Linked DNA regions of Mus musculus: region 2 is linked to region 1. The links are chromatin contacts, called in public Hi-C maps. All regions are on one chromosome and are shown on one strand. The core of a region is the stretch at or near the end of the contact, and the rest is flanking DNA. Distances in the headings are between cores, read along the strand shown. Region 1 has its middle 69 kb from the start of Gm34177. Region 2 has its middle 50 kb from the start of Dusp10.

The links. A called contact is a pair of places that touch in the nucleus more often than the background predicts.
Region 2: a Hi-C map of pancreatic cancer cells shows a contact between it and region 1, with 2.6 times the contacts expected there. The contact joins two enhancer-like sites.

Annotation. Positions count from the first base shown.
Region 1 is chr1:184,256,151-184,264,081 of GRCm38.p6, reverse strand. No RefSeq gene overlaps it. Among named protein-coding and RNA genes, the nearest start is that of Gm34177, 69 kb to the left of the region's middle. Within about 2 kb of position 3,166, at least 82 of the 459 cell types and tissues checked have an H3K27ac peak or open chromatin away from gene starts, as enhancers often do. A contact at or near this core is called in pancreatic cancer cells, where this site is marked.
Region 2 is chr1:184,080,654-184,088,584 of GRCm38.p6, reverse strand. No RefSeq gene overlaps it. Among named protein-coding and RNA genes, the nearest start is that of Dusp10, 50 kb to the right of the region's middle. Within about 2 kb of position 3,529, at least 28 of the 459 cell types and tissues checked have an H3K27ac peak or open chromatin away from gene starts, as enhancers often do. A contact at or near this core is called in pancreatic cancer cells, where this site is marked.

The DNA.
Region 1 (7,931 bases), core at 1,917-4,416:
TCTTGCCTCAGCACGTGGCTTGCCTCGGCTGACATCATTCTGCCAACCAGCCTGAGTCCTTGGAAGCAGCAAGAAACTGCAGCACACCACCAAAAGTTTCTCAGCTCTATCAGAAGTTCTTTGGTGCGTTTCTCAGCTAAATGTTCCTTCATGTGTTTGCCCCAGCAAAACACCATCCGTCCAACTTTCCAAAGAACCACTTCAAGATCCTGCCTACTGTGGGTGGTAACATTCCTTAGGCAGAAGGGCTAGTGAACATTCCCTAGGCAGGAGGTCTAGAGTGAAGAGATCTAGCCAAGAATAGGCAAGCAAGAAGCATGAGAGAGCCTTGCTCTTTGCTCCTGATTGTGGGTGGACATGGCTGGCTCTTTCAAATTCCTGCTGCTTTGACTTCTCTGCTACTGTGGCACTGTGAACTAAATAAACCCTTCCTCCCCTAAAAGCTGCTTTTTGTCATCATGGCTTATCACTAAAACAGAAAGGAAACTCAGATAGAAACCAAAGTACAAGCCGGAGGCTGGGAGAAAATATTGTCAAATCTCATGCATAGCTGAGCGTTTTGTATCTAGAATTGATAATGAACTCTTGAAAACTGACAGTTTCAATGAAATCGAATGAACCGATTTTAAAAATAGATAAAAAGACTTGACCGGTCACTCGGTCAGAGAAGATAGAAAGCAAAAGAAAAGATGCTTGGTGTCGTTAACCATTTGGGCACCACACAGTTAATCATTATAAAACTAAAACCTACCAAAATGTCTAAACTATGAGGCTGGAGAGATCCCAGGGTGGTAAGAGTACTTGCTGTTCTTCCAGAGGACCCAGTTTTGGTTCCTAGCATCCATGACAGCAGCTCACAACTGCCTGTACCTTCTGCTTCAGGGGCGTCTGATGCCCTCTTCTGGCCTCCACTGGTACTACATCATGCCTACACAGATACATACACAAAAATAACTGAAGGAATGGCCAACTGGTGACCAGCCCATTTTGAGACCCATCACATGGAAAGGCAGGCACCAATCCCTCACACTATTAACTATGTTGTGCTTGAAGACACGAGGCTACCTTAACAGCCCTGTGATAGTCTCTACCCAGCAGCTGACTGAGACAGATAGACAAACATTGGACGGAGGTCAGGCCCCCTATGGAAGAGTTAAGGGAAGGACTAGAGGCCATCAAGGAGATGACAACTCCACAGAAAGACCAACAGTGTCAACTAACCTGGATCCCTGGGAGCTCCTAGAGACTGAGCCACAAACCAAAGAACATACATAGGCTGGTCTGATGTCCCCAGCACATATGTAGCAGAGGACTGTCTTGTCTGGCCTTAGTGGGAGAGGATGCACCTAGTCCTGCAGAGACTCGATGCACCAGAGTTGGAGGTGGGGGTGGGGAGTGATATGAGGAAATGCCCTCTCAGAAGTGAAGGGGAGAGAGGTTGGGAGGAGGAAGTCTTTGAGGGGGGACCAGGAAGGGTCAGCATTTGGGATGTAAATAAATAAGCAGATTTTTTAAAAAATGTCTAACACACATAAATGCAGTTAGGGCTTGAAGATCACTCAATGATACATGCTTAGCATGCGTGAGTTTTAGATTCTGTCATCAGCACCACCCCACCTCAAAACTGAAATGCAGTGTTGGGAAGGGGGTGAGATGTAGGAGGAACCCACATCCATCATTGCTGGACTTGTAAACTGTGGTGATGGCTTTATAAAATTAAACACACTCTCTAGGTATCTCAGGCCTGCGAGCATGAAAAGGTATGTTTGCATAACCAATATGTTCGAGGTAGCTGTATACAACTCAAATGTCCTTCAGTAGAAAGAAGGCAGCCTGCACTGCACATAAATGCTGGGGGTAAAAGGAGCCAGTCTCAAGCTGTAACGTGCTATGAGAACAGTGACAGTCGTGAACTGCAGGTACAGGAGAGATGTGGCCATGAAGGACAATACCAAAGAGGTGCTGCCACCATGCTGGACCCCAGGTGTGGCCATGATACATCTTATTGAAATCTGTAGGACTGTACCTCACAGGGAAGGGAAATCAGGCATTCTCACAGACCTGGACACTCAGAGTCAGCTTCTCGGTCAGACTGATGATACCCTGTCACTAACACAGCATGCGTGAGCAGGAGCCGAGAGGGACGTGTGAGGCCCGTGGGTCTGATGATGACTTGGGAAGAGGTCTTGACACGGGGCAGGGAGGTGAGACAGACAGTAGATGGGGCCTGTGTGATTGAAAGGCAGGGATTTGGATGAGAAAGAAGCCTGGTCCCTGGGGCCTGTGAGCAGGTAGATGCCAGCTGGACCAAGTAGGAATGTGTCTTCTGTTGTGACTTTGCAACTGTGTTGCTTCACTTTGAGCAAACTGTTACTTCCAATCGGATAATGGCATTCGCTAGACTATAGGCAGACTGGAATAGGATCTGTGTGCAATTCCTCTTACATGGATAGCATTCTGATGCATCCCTCACGAAGCAGTAAGTGAATGACAGCTGGCACCAGAGCACTTTAATCCTCACGGGCCTTTACAGTGCTGCGTTCTGTTAATGAATGTGTGTTCATTAGTGCAGCTGCCTTCCAGCCATTGGGAAGCAGGGTGTGTGCTCTACCAACATGAGTAGAGTCTGTCACCAGGCTATTTGTGTGGCTCTCCTCAGGAGAAAGTCCCTAAAAGTGAGTCATGGCGATGGGTCACGTCCTATTTCATTGGTCTTTGAAACCAAAGCCTATGGCATGTCCTCTTGATGGTATCTACAGGAAATACCAGGGATGCCAGGGCAGATCTGGGAGAAGAGCACGCATCTGCCACGCTAAGCCACCAGGCAGCCACTCAATGGGTGTGTTTGCAGCACCATGGAGACCACGCTGGTCATTTCCCAGGGAACACAGTCCAAATCCAGAGCCCTGATCTGGATGGAAATACCGAGAATGCTAGGAAAGCAGATTGCTACATTAAGCCGGGCCTCAGTTTCCCCATCTGTGAGACAGAAGCCAGCACCACAACCTGGTGTGAATTTATGACAATCAAGGCCCTTGCTTAGAAGTTACTTCTGTGCCTGTCAGGGTGAAAACGAAAGTTGAAGTCAGCATTTCACTAGGGGGTTCAGCCTCTGAGATCTCTCAGCACAGCATGTTCCTGTGTGGAAGGGACTTTCCTAAAGTGAGGGCTGGGTATTTTAAGCAAAGGCACCCAGCTGTGAGACTACCAGGCTTGTTTCTCCAGTTGCTTCTCACTGGACCTGATTTCACTTGCATTTATTTCTGGAGAGCAGCTTCTAGTCTCTTCCCCTTCCCCTTCCCTTGCCCCTGCTGTTTCACAGCTGCCCTTTCAGCTTCTCCCTCCAATTCCCTGGGTCACAAGTGTTCTGCATCAAGGCGTGCCTGACTAATTAGCATCCATGTGTGATGTTGGGAGAAAGAACCCCAGAGAAAAAGCTGTAGGCCTATTTCTGCCAAATTGGAGTTGACCTAGCTTGGACAACTCTCCAGCATGCTCAGTCTTGACTCTTGATCCAGGTGCCATGGGGTCTTGGAAGAAGCCCCAGGAAGTATAGAGCCCTGTATACTTCCTATTCTAGAAGACAGGAGGGCTTCCTTTGTTTAGCAAGCTTCTTCTAAACTCTCCACCATCTTCAGACTCGAGGTCATGTGTGTCTCCTACCACCATAAGACTTTGCACCAGGGATACAGTGAGCATTTATCTAGTTAGTCATTAGTTATTGAGTGCCTACTGTGTGCAAGGGACTGAACTAAGAGCCAACCAGAGAGACTTATGGGGCAAACAGAATTTTATCCTGCAGGGAACTAAAGTAGGACAAGAAAGGAAACCTGGGCAGCAAAGAAAAGATCTTGACAGCAGCAAAGCAAAGGGCCAGTGAGGAGGCTCTAGGGTTCGAACAGTGGAGCATCTGAGTCCATTCTAAAAAGGACCGGAAACAGGCTCTCAGGGGAACATTTCTACATCAGTGTTTCGCATAGCTAAAAACACCACAGACTCGACTCAAGTACAAACTGATAGATGGGCAGATAAAGAAAGCCAAGCGTTATTCAGCTTCTGAGAGCAAGGGAAATTTGTAATACGCTGTGCGTGCCTCCTGGGGGCCTAGGAGGAGAACAGAAAGGGTGGTTCCTGTTTAGTGGTGTCGGGGTTTGGATTTATGAGAGACAAAGGTTGTAAAGGTGCAGGATAGTGACACATGAGACCTTCTAAGTGTGTGACGTCACTCAACGGTGTTCTTACAAATAGAGGTGGCTGTGTGTCTTTTAGAAGTTAAAAAAGTAGAAAAGGAAAAACATGCATAGTAGAGGAACTCAAAACCCAAACCCTACCTTGTCCCCGTGGGCTCCGTTCATCCCGAGCGAAATGAAGAGAGATTACACTTTGTGGCTTTGTTGCAGGTAATGACAACATATGCAACCCACTTGACACAAGGCAGGAAACAGTGAACAGAAATTGTTATGATCAACTTTGGCTGGCCCATAGTGAATGTCTGAGGAACTTTGATGGTTAGTTCTAACTGTCAACTTGACACAACCTGGGACCATCCAGGAAGAGAGTCTTGGTGAAGGATTAGCTAGAGCAAGGTCGTTTGCAAGTAAATCTATGGGAGAGTGTCTTGACTGTTAGTTGATGTGAGAAGACTCAGTCCACTCTGGGTGGCACCATTCCTTAGGCAAGAGATCGTTTTGTTTGTTTTTAACTGGGTTAGTGAGGGCAGGGGTCTTGGTAGCAGTAAATCTACGTGTATTTATTCTCTATCATCTCTTGACGACAGTGTCGTTACTGCCTTGACTTCCCTATAAGTGAACTATAATTTCAAGCTACAATAAATTCATGCTCCTGTCAGACGGCTTAACAGTGTGATTTGTCTCTCAGCAGCAGAAACGACTCTGGGAAGAGAAATGGGGGCATGAGACATAAGATCACAGAGGCCGTTTGGAGACTCAGTAAAGTACATTTTATTCCACACACAGGGAAGAGGCAGTGGTGGTCAGACACTGAGGGGACAGGATCAAGCGAATGGTTTTCTCAACAGTAAAAGGCAGATTAAGAGCAGGGCTAGAAGAGACACAGACCAAAAGTCAGCCCCTGCCTCAGGGGCCTGCTGAGGATTCAAAAGGGTGTGTGCTCTCCAGCTCCAAAATGTTCTTACTCCATTTTAAGCTGAAAGGAACATTAAGAGACTTTGAGATAGGAAATTAAGTCATCCTATTTTCTAACCTTGATCAACCTCTAATATAAAAAAAAGTGTGTGTGTGTGTGTGTGTGTGTGTGTGTGTGTGTGTGTGATCCCTGGAAGTCACAGGGTAACTTTTAGGAGTTGTTCTTACCTTCTAGTGAGTTTTGAGGCAGGGGCTCTCAGGTTTCTGATATCCTGCATGTTTTAAGCTAGCTGGGACATGAACTGTTAGGTAGTTCTCCTGCCTCTCTTTCCCTTCTCATCGTAGGAGTCCTGTGCACATGTAAGAACTTAGCATTCAGCTCTCTACATGGTTCCATGGATCAGATTCAGGATGTCAGGCCTCTGCACCTAGGGATTTTACCTACTGCACCATCTCCCTGGCCCAGTCTCTGGTTATTAAAATAGAATATTGGAGTTAAGCACTTTGTGTTTGGTGACAGAATACAAATGTGGTGTGGTATCCACCTGTCAGGGCCCACACACTACACCAGGCATACCCCTGACTTTGTGACTGCCAGACAGGAGTGCAACCCCAGCTTCTGGGCGCCTGCTTCTCTAAGACAGACCACCCGGCTTCCAGTGGTCCATACAGACCCAGCGTAAAGGGGCAGGAATAATCATTTTGGAACCAATTTACATAGAAGCTTTGCAAATGTTTATTTTGACATTAAAGAACATTTTAGGAGATTAGCCTTAATGTCCAAGAAAGAGGAAATCATTAAATAAAGTCATGTGTTAAAAACCTGTGCAGCCACTAAAAGCATGCATTTAGAGATCATTTAATGACATGGGAAAATGCTCACGATGTATTAAGGGAGCTAAGTGAGATGAAAACTGTTCACTGGGCTATCATTTTTGTTACAAAATCATGCTTACATAAACATAACAACTTAAGTGCTGAAAGAGCTGGCTTTGAGTTTTGTCTGATGGAAGAAGCTGTAGTTGTTTTAACTGAGGAGTTGCTAGCTGGCGGCCTCAGGTGACCTTTCCCTGTCAGACATTTTTGTCTCCATCTTTTCCTGTTCTGTATGGTGCCCCATCAAGTGTTTGTCTAAGCTCCCCCACACACTCTGATCCTGTCATAGATGTAGGCTACCTGCCTGTCTGTAGTAGGTATTCCTGAAGTGGGTTTTCAACTTCACAGTTTTCTATAATAAGGAAGCTTTCACTCTTGTGTTTAGAGAAAGTTTTAATATTTACCATCCATTTGCAATCTGTACCTTGGAAACGGAAAATATAATTTCTTTTTATAAGTTTGGTTGTTGGTGTTATCTGTCTATGTGTCTGTGTCAGGGCTTTTAAGTGTGTGTGCAGATCCCTGTAGATGCCAGAAGGGGGCATCAGATCCCTTGGAGCTGCAGTTACAGGCAGGTGTGAGCAAACTCAAGAGTGAGCCGAGCAGTTGAATCTGGTCCTCTGCAGGGGCCACAGGTTCCCTTACAAAAAACAGACTTCTCCTTTGGATCCACGGGCAACGCAACACAGGATAAAACCCGGGTATCTTTGCCTTCGTGTGTGACTGTCACCTTTACTTTGAATACAGGAAAAGGTTCATGCTTTCCAGTGCAAGTTGGGAATCAACCCTGAAGGGAAGGAGTGTCGGTCTCATCTGTCTCATGCCCTACCAGAGCTGAAGACGCACAGCTAAGTCATGGCCTTACCTGGAGTTACAGGAGGCAGGAAAACAGGCATGACAAATCACCCCCAGATGAAGAGAATTCTTCTTGCAGCCATCTTGCAGGAACTAGAATTGCAGATTCAGAACAAAACCAGTACTGCACAGGGGTAGACCTTGACCAGGACTGTATAACTGTGTGAACTTCTTGCCACATGGCCCAATTATCCTTCCTTTTTTGTTTGTTTGTTTTTGTTTTTGTTTTTTGAGACAAGGTTTTTCTGTATAGCCCTGGCTGTCCTGGAACTCACTCTGTAGACCAGGCTGGCCTCGAACTCAGAAATCCGCCTGCCTCTGCCTCCCAAGTGCTGGAATTAAAGGCGTGAGCCACCACTGCCCTGCCTATTCGTCTTTTCAAACAAAGCTCATGTCACTACCCAAAGACAAATTTAGGGACACTCAACCTCTTCAACATGGCCACAGGGAATAAACCTCTTTGTAGAGGTTGTCACTGGTGCTTGTTGCTTTAACTGACATAAGGGACAAGTGGCTGCGTCTAGCTTGTTGGAGTTGCTGAAGTAGGCTGTTACCCTAAAACCCCAGCTACAACTGTCCTTCTGCTCATCTTAGCCTTCCATACTAGACACAGCGATGTGCTTGCTACCATTCTGTTATAAAGCTTTTCTCCATCTTACCATTGGCCCCGGCCATCATGAGGCAGAAATATCATGAGAACCTTCAGAATGCTTTGCTGGGGAGTCCTGACAAGGAAACAAAGCAGTACGTTTTAAATATTCCCTCCTGGGAGGAGAAGCAGGAAGACTACAATACCCTCAGCTGAGCTCCCAGATGTCACTTCTCCTGCTCTTCAAGATATTCATGGTCTTGCGATGCAGAAGGCACAGGACATGGGAGACTGACTGAAGAGAAGACTCTAGAAATGCCTGCAACCATAGTGCTGGCATAGAGACAGGAGACCTCAGGGACTTGCCAGCCTGGCAGTCTAGCCTACACGGTGAGCTAGCTCAAGGTACAGGGTAGAGAATGCAGACGAAGACATCTGAGACTCTGGTCTCCACAAACAAATCCCCCCTACCTGTCAAACACCACGTATTTCTGTTGTTTATTTTT
Region 2 (7,931 bases), core at 2,280-4,779, 180 kb after region 1:
CTGGGATTTGAACTCCAGACCTTCGGAAGAGCAGTCGGTGCTCTTAACCACTGAGCCATCTCGCCAGCCCGTGGAAGCAGTGATTCTTGTTAAACCACTTTTCAAAAAAAAAAGTACCAATTAGTAGCATCTTCCAATTTCCACAGTGTAAATATTTTGAGTATAACTAGTAGTTATCAGCAGTTGCTAGCTCAAGAAATTCTAGAATATTTGGCAATCAGCTCTCTTTAGTCACTTTGAGCCAACTTCAGCACGTCACTGGGTCAGATAAAACAGATACAGATTTATGGCTTCTGGAGTATCAGTGGTGTGGAGAATCTGAACTGAGCTTGCTGGATAAAGCTCTATTGTTGTCAAGGGAAGGATCAAATATAGGATTCTTTCCAGGCAAGAGACTAGCCTGTTGCAGGCTATTTGATCATAAGGTGAACTCTAGATTGTGTTATTTACTGAAAATACCCATTTCTCATTGTGGTGTGTCTCATTCCTTCGCCCTGTAATTCCCCATGGCTGGAATACAGACATACCCTTAGTACACACCTTTAATCCCAAACAATGAAGGTAAAGTTAGTTTGTAGAAAGAAGCATCAATGTTTGAAAGTAATGTCTAATTGGGTGGCAGACAAAGTGGTGAATCAGAGAAAGATTTGACAGAATGGACTATGCCTAACTCACGAGATCAGAGAGGAAAGAGAGGCTGCTTAGGAGAGCAGTGCAGAGAGAGGAGGCAATTTTTATTGGGACAGTGGTACAGAGACAAATTGAAGAGAGATAATATGCTAGATGTAGATGAAGACAGAACAAGTCAGAGAATGAGAAGGAACCAGAAGATTAAAATATATTGCCAAAATTAATTTGAGGCCAAGCAGAGCAACCCAGGAGAAACCCAGAGAAGTGAGATTGAATCAGTCATGTTGCAGAGGAGTTTTCAACCAGAACAGCTGAGTTGAACCCACCAGACAGAGATCAGAAAGAACTAGGAAGAGGTGAGCTTATTTAGCAGTAAGTCTCAGAGATTGAAAACATTCTATGCCTAATAAGACTGTATGAAGGTGAGAAGCTTCCAGGACTAGGCCTAGGTTAGGCGAAGGTATTAAGCCTTGGAGATGACAATTACTTCAGGTGAATAAAAGCTGCTATTACACTAGCCTGAGCAAAGACTTGGGGGAAAGAAAAGGCATGGTGGATGATGTGGAGGGAGATGAGTTTGGTGAGGCTCTGTGTGCCTCTAGACCAAGGATGCACCACTCACTGCTGTTATCATCATTTGAGGCATGGGGAACCTGAGCAACAGAAGAGTAGAGAAAATCAGCAACTTGTACCCAAGCGCCCTACTGCAAAGTAGAGGCAACAGATCTGAACCCAGGTCTTTCCCCAAAGTTGGCTGTATATACTTTCTGCTACTCTTGTTGAAACTGGAAGAGAAGGAAAACACCAAACATGCCAGGGATAAATGAGATTTGGGCTATGTTTTCAGGAATAGCACCAAATTCCTCTCTCAAAGCATCTCTCTGGGCAAGCATTTCCTTACCCATTTGGTTCAGAGGACATTGGGAAATTTGATGAGAGGTGAAGATACCATTACTGTGATGTGTTGCAGTAAATCCCCAACCCAAATAAGCCCGGGCAGTGAAAACACAACACAGTTCATATGATTACATGCTGTGCGCCTAGATTGGACAGATCTACCGCTACACTACCATCTTCCACCTCTATGAGACCCCTTAGAACCTGCGGTTTCTCCAGGCCAGGTGCTTCTGCTCTGCTTTCCTTCCACCTCCTCCTCTGTCCTCCATCATCCTCTCTCCCCTTCTATTTCTCTCCCAGAAACTTCAGCTGCATCTTCCCCTCTTTTTTTGCCCAATCACTGGCTCTAGCCTTTATTTACAAATTAAGGTGGGAAGAAGGTTTACAGGAATCAAATGCAATTAGCCCCAGGGCTATCCACAACAGTGATGAACACGCTAAAACACATGTGCAGAATTGCTCATGGGTTTGGGGGCTCAATGCAACCCTGAAGCTGTATTGTAATCTCTGTGATTCAAAACCTTCAGGGGAAGGGCCCCTGTGTTTATAGCTTCCCATGCTGCTGGTCTTCCCCTTACTTGGCCATGGACATCCTGTCTCTGGATCGGAGGGGATGAGCCTCACTCCCTAACTGCCATCTTACTAGATGTCATAACAGGAGATTTTGTCTTTTATTGGAGTCCCAGAACCATGTCATTTAAAATACATCTTAAAAGGGTGTTGGACTAGAATGAGGAGCTGGTGATTTCCATTAGCCTGATCCCTGATGACTTTGTCCCCTGTGTCCCTAGCCATTATGTGAAACTCCATTAACACCTATTTTTAGTGCTCCCTTGAAGACCCATGCCCTTGGACATCCTTTGTCAAAAATACGTCATTAAAATATTCCTGAGTCTTTTAGCACTTCCATTTCCAATAAATTTACCTCACATGTACTAAATTATACTCACGAGTAAATTTCTAATGTACAATTTTTATGAATAAAATTCTAATGTAGTTGCTCTTTTTTCGTCACAAATCCTTCTGAATTTAAAGGAGGTATTTATAAAAGTGTTATAAACTTGTTTTTTTTTAATAAAAAGCCATTAAAATACAGAGCTTACGATCCCAACTTAATTATTTTGCTTCAGTTCTAATACTTTCCTTCATCTTACTTCCAACCCTCCCTTGCAGAACAGGAAAGGACAGAAACAACTTAAAGACAAAGTTCTGTCTGCTCCCATAGCCTCAGAAAACTTACAATAGCTATTTCATTCAATCACACATAAATACATTGGCCCATGAAAGCTGACAGAGCTCCACTGAGCTAACAGTTAAATATTCCAGAATTTTGTAAGCTGACAACTGTTTTAGATGAGGTTCACTAATGGGGGAAAGATGCTCTCTTTTTACTGGATAGTAATAAAATGATGAGCAATATGACCATCAAGGAGCTGATGAGGCAGAGCACATCCTTTGGAATTATGTACTCTAACACACTGTTTGGTACTCTGTGGGGGCCCTCTCAAGAGTGTGATCAGCCTGGCTATACATTGGGCTACAACAATATAAAAATGAAGTAAGTGTTGTTGAGCGGATAAATGCTGAAGCATTGGGAAAAATCACTCCCATGAGAACTTGAAGCAGTCACCTCCAGACTAAGAAAAACAATGTGTTGCTGAAGATTTTCATATATATATGAAATATATATATATGTATATATATATATGTATATATATATATATATATACATATATATATTAAACTTTGGTTCACTTATGGATGAAGCCTCATGTTCTTTTCTTTGAGCCTTTGTCTTGGTCTCTTTGTTGATGACCAGTCACTTGAACTTCTGCCCAGTGGCCCGCCCATGAGTCAGAAGTATCTATGAGGTTGGATGAGTGTCTCATTGAGTTTCAACTTGGAGGAGTGACATTTGTCCGACTCCTAGTTCTGTATTAGTCACTTGCTACATACTTTGCTCATATGAGCTCATTAGCTCACTTCATCCTCTAAAAATGTGATGTAGGCAAATAAGACTCAGAGAAGAGCGAGATGACTTAGTAAATGATACATGGCATTCATGACTTGAGTTTCTATTATTCAAGAGAAACTCATAAGAAAAAAGTGTGGTATTTAATCTTCCAGCATGCTTCAGAGGGCACTTACCCAGAGGCAAAGCCCTGCCTATCGCAGGATGAACGTGATAATGAAGAAAAGATCATTGACTGGGGTTTTCATGCTTCTCTTTAAACTTCACATTCATCCACACTTGAGTCATGAGGAAATAATTATAATTTAATCATTTCTTAAAGTAATCATCAATCTGATATGCATGCCTGTGGAGTGCTCAGCAGCCTGATGAGCAAGACTTCGGTCTGAGTTTAGTACCAAACCTAGAGTGTTTTTTTCTGATGAATTCTTTTTCAGCCCATTTCCCCATTTACCCTCTTTCAATATTGCCAAACAGACATCTAAGTTACCGAAAGCACACCGGCCAGACGAAGGGAATGGGTGTGGGATGAGTGAGAAACTGAAGAATCTGAGGCCTAGGGTGGGAACGTAGGAAGGCAACACTAGAGACTAGAGACTCTTCAGAAGCCCACTGGGTTTTCAGCAAGTTTAACTCTTTCAATAAAAAAGAAAAGTGAGAGGGTGAAAAAGACAGGACATGAAAGAATAAAGGGTTCAGAGTCCAGCTGGTAAGAAATCATGTCTTTGAGTTCAAGAAGAAAGGAAAGAAGCAGACAAGATCTGTTTCCTACACAACCCATCCTTATCCTCCCACAAGTCCTCTCCTTATCCTTTTCAATGGGACTGGGAAAGTGGTCAGAAGTGAAGGGCTCAGAGGAACTCTACTTGCTGTAAGGCCTATAGCCCAGACACTCATGTTCAGTTCATTTTTGTATCACTTATGATTCCTAGGACGAAGTGTGGGTGGTTCTGATTCCCTGAGGACTTCCTCTGGCCTCTGTGGCTTCCCTCTAAGAAGACTGGAAGTACTGGGACTGGCATCCATCATCTGTCTACTTAAGGAACCTTGATGAACAAATGCAACAGCTCCCACCCTCACTAGGATAATTCTTTCACTTTCTACATTGGAAACAAGATCTTACTTTCCAATTTGTTTATCCATCCCTTTCCCTCCATCTTGGCCTCAGTTCTACTCTCCCTTGCCAGTTTTATTGGATCATTTCATCAGCTGCTTCTTTTAAAACCCCTACCTTGAGATCTGCTTCAGAAAAACAAAAACAAAAAACAAAACAAGACAAAGAGAAATTAAAGCTTAATTCAACTGTCACACAATGGGTTAATAAAAAAAAATTGAGACACCCTCCCCCCCGCCAGAAGACACATCTGACAGTTATCTCCCAGTGACGGCAAGGGATCAATCCAAAAGCCAATGGCAGACCTATATTTTGGTTCCCAAATCCTTAGGCATCACATGATATGTAGAGACAGGACAGATCCACATAATGTTCCTTATTTGTTTGTCTGTCTGTCTGTCTGTCTTTGGGTGCATTCATGTTTCTCGTTGAAATATAGCAAGCTAAAGGTCACAACGATGCCCAGGGATTTGGGCACGAATTATGGAGTATCGCATGCCTCTTAGATCAGTAACTTTAAAAATGTAGTATACTGTCCAAATACAATTTGGATGAGACAAGACTGTGAGTCGTGTGGCCTTGAGAGCTGGCATACCATCAGAAGCAGGAGGGCGGCAGTCATCAGCTGATGCGACCTTCCCCTTGTGATCTTTATCCTTATCCTCAGGGCTTGGTTTGGGAGGAGAAAAAAAAAAAAACAGTTCAACTTTAGCTTTGAATTACAACACTATTTGAAGCAATATTTGGAGGAAGCTGATGTCATTGCCTGACTTACTGTCATTCCAACAGCCCTGCCTCCTGTAAACTATTTTTCACATACTGATTTGGTTGTGCAAAGGGGGCTACAGTGTGATAAGAATGTTTGCAGATCCTTGGCTATTCTTGCTATTAAGAGGTAGAATCCAATTGCTTTCTCCTTGAATTTGAACTTGAGCTTGTAAATTATTTAGTAACAGGATTTTGCAGAAGTGATCTGAGACATCCGTGTTTATACGATTTTAGAAGCTTTGCAACTTTCATCTCAGTCACTTGGAAAGCAGCTACCATGAGAAAGCCCAAGCATCCTCGAGGAGAGGATCCAAGGTATTTAGTGGACAACCCTGGCTGAATTCCCAGTCAGTTAGAAAAGCACTTGCAAGGCCTTGGAAACACATTCTCCAGCCCCAACAAGCTGCCTCACTTCTGGTTCTGAGTTTATAGTTCAAGTGACCTGTCTGTTGAACACACTTGAAACAAATTCATTAACAAACCCAACAATTTGAATTCTTTTATGCCACTAGGTTTTGATATAGTTTGTTATGAAGCTACAAGTTACTAAGGTAGCAAACACAAGAGCAATGCTGATCTCTTAAAGAATGGAACAGATTAGTGACAGCGACAGGAACTGAGACAAAACGCAAAGATGGCATTCCTTACATGTTCCTCCTTTATTGCAATAATTTGTCCTACACAAAAAAAGAGATGAATTTAAGGAACAGTAGGTTTTAAAGATGTCTTTCAGTTGTTGGTTTCTGTTACAGATGTTATACCAGACATGGTTTGATTAATGGAGCCACTCAACATGGCTCTGGTAACCCATAAGTACCTATTGGTAAAGCAAATGTTTAGCTCTCTATGGCTGTTGTATACCTGTTTAAAAAGACCAGGAACTAGCTATTTATAGAGCATGGACGAAATCCAGATGGCTGTATTTACAGTATATAGTTACTCCCATTCCTCTACATATTGTCTATGACTGTAATTGTACTCCAACTCTAGAGTAGCCTCGCTAGCCAGCCTATATCACCTTCTAATCCTACATTACTTATTATTCCCTTACATAAAATGTTTCTGAAGCACAAGTTAAGGCCATTAGAAGCAGTTTGCCTTCAGAATGAATAATATTGTAACCATCACTATCCTACCTTAGGTCCATTTCAACTTGATATCCCTGTATCATAATTGAGTACACAGGGATCGTAGGTGTGTATCCATCCCCTCAGACACCATGCATGGATGATAGCACTCACTGTGCCTGATGAGCACAATGAAATAACTGATGTAGATATGCTGCTGAGATAACACAGGGATTTGTCAGAGACCATGGGTACCTGAGTCATCTCTTTCTCAATGAGCTTAGCTTGGCTCTTAACCTATCTATCTTCTACTTAGTAATGAAAAGGTTGAGAAACACATTCTGAAACACTCAGGGGCTTATCACCAGTGAATGTATAGACGTCTAGTGGTTTTAAGAATGCTAGTAGGGAGCTAGAGAGATGGCTAAAAGCACTGAGTGCTCTTCCAGGGGTCCTGAGTTCAATTCCCAGCAATCACATGGTGGCTCACAACCATCTATAATAGGATCTGATGCCCTCTTCTGGTGTGTCTGAAAACAGTTACAGTGTACTCATATAAATATAACAAGGGGCTGGTGAGATGGCTCAGTGGGTAAGAGCACCCGACTGCTCTTCCGAAGGTCCGGAGTTCAAATCCCAGCAACCACATGGTGGCTCACAACCATCTGTAACAAGATCTGACGCCCTCTTCTGGAGTGTCTGAAGACAGCTACAGTGTACTTACATATAATAAATAAATAAATTTTAAAAAAATAAATAAATATAATAAATACATCTTTTTAAAATAAGTATGCTAATACATCTTCTTTAAGGACAAAGTAACAAATTTCTACCATCTGTGGTACTTCCTACCACAGAGAAGAAAACATAAGGGCCCTTTTAGATTTAGGAAAATTAATTCATTTACTGTGATAAAAGGTTATCATTTTTTTGAGTAAAATCCAGAACTATGGAGTCTCTATTGCGGCTCAAGGTTACCATGTTAGATGTTTTAACACCCGGATCCAGTAAATCTGGTGGCACTAAAGGTCTCTCTGTGTGACAGCAATACTGCATGGAGCCATTTCCCTGTAAGCAAATCACAAAATAGATGCCAGAATAGATATTTAGAATTCAGGAGCAATACTATGGCAGTAGTTTTGTTTGGTTGGTTTGTTTTGTTTTTTCAGAAAATCTATCCTTTCTTTAGATATCATTTGATACTGGAAGCTTGATCTGGAACCATAAAGTTACAATATAACCCAAATTTCCCATTATGAGCTAAGCATTATTGAGCCCAGCATGTATCTACATAGAGCATGAACAGTATCATTTCATTATCAATGGGCATGGAATACACTCTCTCAAGCCCAAGCCAATCAATAAGCACTGACCCACAGACCCATTGTCTGCTCCAATATGTCTTAGAACCTATACCTCTAGAGTCATGGGAACTTCTTGGGGACTAGTCATTGAAAAACAAATTAACCCTGTTTAAAGAAAG